Linked DNA regions of Mus musculus: region 1 is linked to region 2. The links are chromatin contacts, called in public HiChIP or PLAC-seq maps. All regions are on one chromosome and are shown on one strand. The core of a region is the stretch at or near the end of the contact, and the rest is flanking DNA. Distances in the headings are between cores, read along the strand shown.

Region 1 (2,851 bases), core at 60-2,559, 120 kb after region 2:
TGCATTTGAAGGGCATGGCCTGCCTCCTCACCCGAGTACAGGGTCCATCCACTAAAGCCTAGGATACAAAATCAAGGACCTCAGACAGGCATCTAAAGTTCAAGATGGCTGTAACCTCTACGTAATTTCTAGCCCTTTCTGGACGAAATGTACATTACCATTCAAATGAAGAAAATGCACGTTTGTGAACCCAGTATCCTAAAAGCCTCCACTGTGGTATTTTCAGACAAGGTCAAGCAGCCCAGGCTAGTGGCAAACTCCTGCTTCTCCTACCTTATCCTCCCAGAGCCTGAGGTAGCAGGAGCCACATCTATCTTTAGAATCCAGGGACTCTAGCAAGCACTCTACCAACAGAGCCGCACCTCCAGCTCACTGAAGTCTTCTCAGTTACCTCATTTAAACTCACCTGCATTTGCCTGCCTCGTTTACCCGGTGAATTAGTGCTGTAAGATGAGCTAACTCTACCCAGTGCTTCAAACTCCGTGGCCAGTGTTTCCTCAATGGTAAACCTGTAATCTAAAGAACTCCACCCAAGGACCACTCTAGCTACCCTGAGTAACATCTACGGTGCTGTCGATCTTACGGCCACGTTAAATAAAGATTGTAAAATACTCCGTCCCACACGTACCCTGTTCTGATCAATGACATCTACAATTGCGACCAGCTTTCCAGCATGGGGCCCGAAGGAAATGTAGGCCACCCGGCCAACCTCCACGTAACGCCTGAACACCTAAAACAGGAAAAGAAACAAGGGTTGGCTTTAAATATTCCAAGTCCGCTGCTTACCGGCAACACAGGGCTCGGGGCCGCCCTGGGAGACGAGTTTGAACTTAGTAGCCAGCATTTTTTAACTTCAAGTATCCCGTGGCCACTTTCCCAGCACACGAGCTCCCTGGATCCGCTCTTACCCATGTTTGATACTCCTTTAGTTCTCATACAATTAATTCATCGTTCAATCCACTGAACCACTCCCCGGTTCGCTTTTTCCGGAGAAAAAGAACTGAAGGGAGCTCATGAGGAGCCAGGCCGCCGGGCAGGTCCGAGGCCGCAGCAGCGCCGCCATCCCCGGACCTCAGGCCCAGCCACTCCCGCCACTGCGCACGCGTGGCCCCGGTAGTGCGGTCCACGCGAGCCGCGCTCCCTGCGGGCTGGGTTCCACGCCCCGCTGCCTCCCCACGCGCTGGCCGGGTCGCGCAGAGCCACTCCACGCCGGGGCTCCCCCGCCCGGGGCAGAAGACGGGCGTCGCGACGGCCGCACTCGGAGCTCTCGGCACACACACTCACCATGTTGGCGGCGCTCAGCGAGAAGAGAGAGGGCCCGCCCTGCCGTGCGCATGTGTCGGCAGAAGCCCCGCCCCCGACGTCCAGCGTGCCCACCGATTGGTCGACGGGGAAACGTGCGTGCTTTTACGCATGCTCACTGGGTTATGACATGGCGGTTCCGGCTCTCTATGGACTGCTTCTCCTCAGACACGTGCAGTGAGCTTGGCGTTGTAATTTCTCCTTTCTATTTTGTTTGGGTTTGGGATTTTGGGGACAAGGCCTTTTAGTGTAGGCCTTCCACACTGTATAATCCAAGCAGGCTCGCTCGCAGCAATGCTCCTGCCTCAGTCTCCCAAATGTTGGCATGACAGGGCGGTCACTCCTGAGAACTTTAGGGATAGGAAGGACTCATAGGATGAACTGTCTGTCCCCAGCCCACTTCCCTTTTCTTCTGTATACACAGGATATAATTAAGACACAGCCGAGGGTGCTGGCGCTCGCCCTTAATCCCAGCCCTCGGGAGGCAGAGGCGGAAGCAAATCTGGATTTAAGGCCGCTTCCCCTACCAAGGAGACATACTGAGACATTGTCTTAAAAGTCCAAAGACACAGGGCTGGAGAGATGACTCAGCTGTTAAGAGCACTGACTGCGCTTCCAGAGGTCCTGAGTTCAAATCCCAACAATCATATGGTGGCTCACAACCATCTGTAGTGAGATCTGACGCCCTCTTCTGGGGTGTCTGAAGACAGCTACAGTGTACTTACATATAATAAATAGGCCGGGGGGTGGGGGGAGGCGGGCGGGGGAAAGGGAATATATTTCACAGATATGCCTCTTATGGAGGCATTCCTCCAAGTGGGGCTCCCTCCTCCCAGAGGACCCTAGCTGTGTCAAGTAAACAAGAGCAAAGGAGCACACTGGGTGCCTTCCTCAGTCACTCTTCTTCCGGTCTTTATGAGACAGCCTCTCACTGAACCCAGAGTTTGCCAGTTCAGATAGGCATGCTGGTCACTGAGCCCCAGGGGCACACTTGTCTCTACCTCCCCAGGATGACCACTGCAGGCCATCGATCCTAACTCTTCCTAACTCTTCATGTGTGTGATGGGGATCCAAATTCAGGCCTTTACAACATTAAGCACTTTACATACTCTTTTATGTGTGTGGAGGAATAGTCCCCTTGGAGGCCATTAAAGCTAGAGCTATGAATGAGCTGGAAACAGAACTCAAGAAAGCATTCAACTGCTAGTCATCTCTGTGGCTCTGAACGAACCCCATTTCAGACATTTTATTTTATTTTATTTTATTTTATTTTATTTTATTTTATGTGTATGGGTGTTTGTGAGCACCAAGCGCAAACAAACTTAGTACCTGCAGAGGCCAGGAGAGGGCATCACATCCTCTGGAACAGGAGTTAACAGAAGATTATGAGCTGCCAGCCTCTCTCAATAAATTCCTCATCCTAACGAGTCTGCTTTTGCTGAAGAGTGAAGCGGTACTGAGTGAGGAATCCCAAGGAAAAGCTCTCAGTCAGGACAGATGCCGAGAGCTCAGTGAAAAGATGTTCCAGACAAGAGGGACGGAGAATCCT
Region 2 (3,035 bases), core at 346-2,845:
TTCTTTCCTGTGCTGCTGTGTTTTAAGTCTCTCTCTCTTGTTGGTATGAAGGATGCAACATTTCTTCAGGGGTTTGGGTATCCACAGTTCGCTCCCACCTGCCCTGACAGCACAGGCTTGCCATTGTGTGAATGCCAGCTTACTCTCTGCAGAACCTCACACGGCTGGCATCTAGGAACAAGAAATGGAGCCAACAGCTTTCGGCCGATGAGAGGTGGAGTTGGTAGAGGAAGTCCAACTTCTTGTGTTGGTTGGTTGGGACCCTTCACAGTTGTTCCCAAGACAGCAGCAGCCTCACTTGGGAACTCACAGAAATGGAAGCTATCAAGGTCCGCCACTACATACTGACTGAATCAGAAACTGAAGCTGGGCCCCAGCAGACAGGGCTCCACAGCTTTCCAGGCAACTCTCCTGCGTGTGCAGATATAGCCGTGCATGCTGTTTCCCAGAGTGTCCTTGCGGCTCTAGCTGCCTAGGGCTAACCTGTTTATAAATGGAGTGTGTGCTGTTCTGACCACAAGTCTCCAATATCATCTTACTCGTGAGAAAGCAGGGAAGGTTGTATTCTGGAGAATGCGTGCGTGTTTCTGCTGGTACCATATACAGAGTTGGTACAGTCTAGAGATGGAGTATTTTCCTATCTATGAATATTCATCTATCTACAGTCACACGCATACATAATTGCTTATTTACATGCAAATCCGTGGAGATCTGCATTAGATAGAAAGGAATAAAAAAAAAGTTAGCTGATTGTTGTAGAGTTGAAGCCAACAAGACTGCAAGTGTCTGACCCCATACCTGGACAAAGTACACACTCAATGAAAACAAACATAAATGCCCACGGCCCTTCAGAAGGGTGACATGTAAAGCATGTCTGGGATAGCCCCCAAGCGAAGGGGCCTAGGAACTCCGAGGAACAAGAATGTCTCAGACACAGATTTGAGGGAGAATCTGGAGCTATGTCTCGGCTCTCGCCTTCAAAATCAACCTCTGTGTTCCGCCTGTGGCCTCTGCCACAGAGCTAAGGATGTGAGAGGCACCAGCTGGCCTGCGCCTGTGGTGACCGTCCCCACTTTTCCTCTTTGCATCAGTAAAGCATCCCTCTACCCAGGAGGGGAGTGAATCTATTGCTCTGTGGGCAGATGGCTCTCTCGCTTCTGAGAAAGTAGGCTGTTTTGTTACTCTTCTCGCTACTGTGGCAGGAAGCAACCTGAGGGTGTGCTGTGGCTCACACAGCCTGCCAGCCTGATGGCGTCAAGAACCACCTTCAGACAAACCCCTCTGAACTTCTGTGAAGAAGTTTCTAGATTATTTACTTGAGGTGGTACTACCCAGCCTAAACGTGGGTGGTACTGGGATCCCTGACTGAGTACAAAGATGAAAGCGCTGAGCACAGACGTGCACGCAAGCGTGTGTGTGTGTGTGTGTGTGTGTGTGTGTGTGTGTGTGTGTGTGTGTGGTGTGTGTGCGCGCGCGAGGAACCAGGAATCCCCACTGGCTGCAAACTTCAAGGCTGGGTCCCCAGTGAGCATCTCTCCCGAGCATGGAGAAGGCACAGAAGGGCCAAGCCTCTACTACTGCCTGCTTCTACAGGAACCGCTGGAGGGAAGTGAAGAGCAGTGTGTGTAGATGCCGCCCCCGTCCCAGGCCCCGCCCCCTGCATGGCCCCAGCTAGTGACTTGCAGCCGGGACAGCCAGCCTTCTGCATCCCGGCAGGGTGCCGGGAAGTAATTCACTGCAGAGGCTCCTCCTCAGTGCAGTTTCCTGTGGCCAATTATTTTGGGAACGAGGACTGGAGGTTTGGGTGGAGGAGGGGCAGTCAAGGGCCTGGAAGCAAAAGGGCATGAGGCTGATCCGGCCTCCATGCCCTGATGTAGAGGTAGCCTCCACCCTCCACACGAACACAGAAGCGTCACATGGACCCGCATTGTGTGGCTTGGAAGTCCTCCGCTTGTACACCATCCCTCCAGAGTCAGGAACCAGACGCTGGAAGGCAGCCTTTTAGTTTTTTTTTTTTTTTTCCACTATGGGAGGAATGAAGCGGGGAGGAGGGGTCCACACACTCACACGATCCAAGTAGACTTCTCCTAGTTTGTTTTTCTGACACATTGGAAACCGCACAGTGCAGAGAAAATTCGTCTCACATGCTCAGGCCTGCTTTCCCGGAACGCATCCAGAGACGGCTGTGTCAACACTGCTCAGCCAGCCAGCCTCAAAGGGATGGGCTCTGTCAAGGAAAAACTCAACCCAGACCCTGGCGTGAGGGGGCGGCGGGGGCTTTGTGTATCCTTTAAAGGGAGAGTGGGCCTCTAAGCGGACCAGGCACTTCCCCCACCACGCAGTTGTCCCCACACCACCCCTGTATCGCAGGGGTTCCCCGTCCCAGATGGTGCTGAGCTGTGTGTGTGTGTGTTCAGCTGCTCTGCTTCCTCTGAAGCCACAGGGAGGAACCGGAGAGGGAGCCAGGAGGATGGAGGAAGCCTGGGTGGAGGATGTTCCTGGTGGCTAGAGCAGCTAGGTACCACACTGGATGCTGATTTGGATGGAGAGGAGCCTCAGAAGTGAGTCCCCAGAGTTTGAGATCTGGACGTCAACCCTCAGTGTTCAAGACCCAGATGTAACACCACCACCTCCCCCCACACCCCACCACCAAGTGTTAAGAGACCTGGACCTAATTCCCACGCTGTTGTTTGAGATGCAGATGTAACCAAGCCCTCTCTTAAGAGACCTAGCTGTAAATCTCACCCCAACCTAGCCCTAACAGATTCAAATGCAAACTCTCCCCTACTCATTCCCCTATTCACTACTGTAAATTCCCAGTGTGAGATCAGGTGTAAGCATCGGGTGTTTCTGTGAAACTGGAGCTTCCTCTGCAGACGAGAGAGAGGAGCTGCCTCTGGGCAGCCAAGGTGTGGGGCCATCATGGCTCACTGACCGTGGCTTCTTGCTACCTGCTTGTCCTTGGAGGCCTTCTACCTGTGGCTCGCTTCTTCAGACACAGTTTGTGGTTCTCAAAGCTGCCTGTGTGGTCAGGA

What was found. HiChIP or PLAC-seq counts read pairs in DNA pulled down with a chosen protein or histone mark.
Region 1: an HNF4G HiChIP or PLAC-seq map of pancreatic cancer cells shows a contact between it and region 2. The contact joins the promoter of Rpl14 here to the enhancer-like site in region 2. A contact is called at or near these places in 1 of 484 Hi-C or Micro-C datasets (embryonic stem cells), 4 of 115 datasets of contacts at active chromatin or transcription factors (embryonic stem cells, memory CD8 T cells and pancreatic cancer cells) and 1 of 9 other capture datasets (adipose tissue).

The regions. Positions count from the first base shown.
Region 1 is chr9:120,569,975-120,572,825 of GRCm38.p6, reverse strand. Rpl14 (ribosomal protein L14) reads right to left here and starts at 1,309. Exons shown (of 6, transcript NM_025974.2): 1 at 1,285-1,309; 2 at 629-730; 3 at 1-58. The coding sequence starts at 1,287.
Region 2 is chr9:120,690,416-120,693,450 of GRCm38.p6, reverse strand. No RefSeq gene overlaps it. Among named protein-coding and RNA genes, the nearest start is that of Gm39458, 16 kb to the right of the region's middle. Within about 2 kb of position 1,595, at least 179 of the 459 cell types and tissues checked have an H3K27ac peak or open chromatin away from gene starts, as enhancers often do. A contact at or near this core is called in adipose tissue, embryonic stem cells, memory CD8 T cells and 1 more, where this site is marked.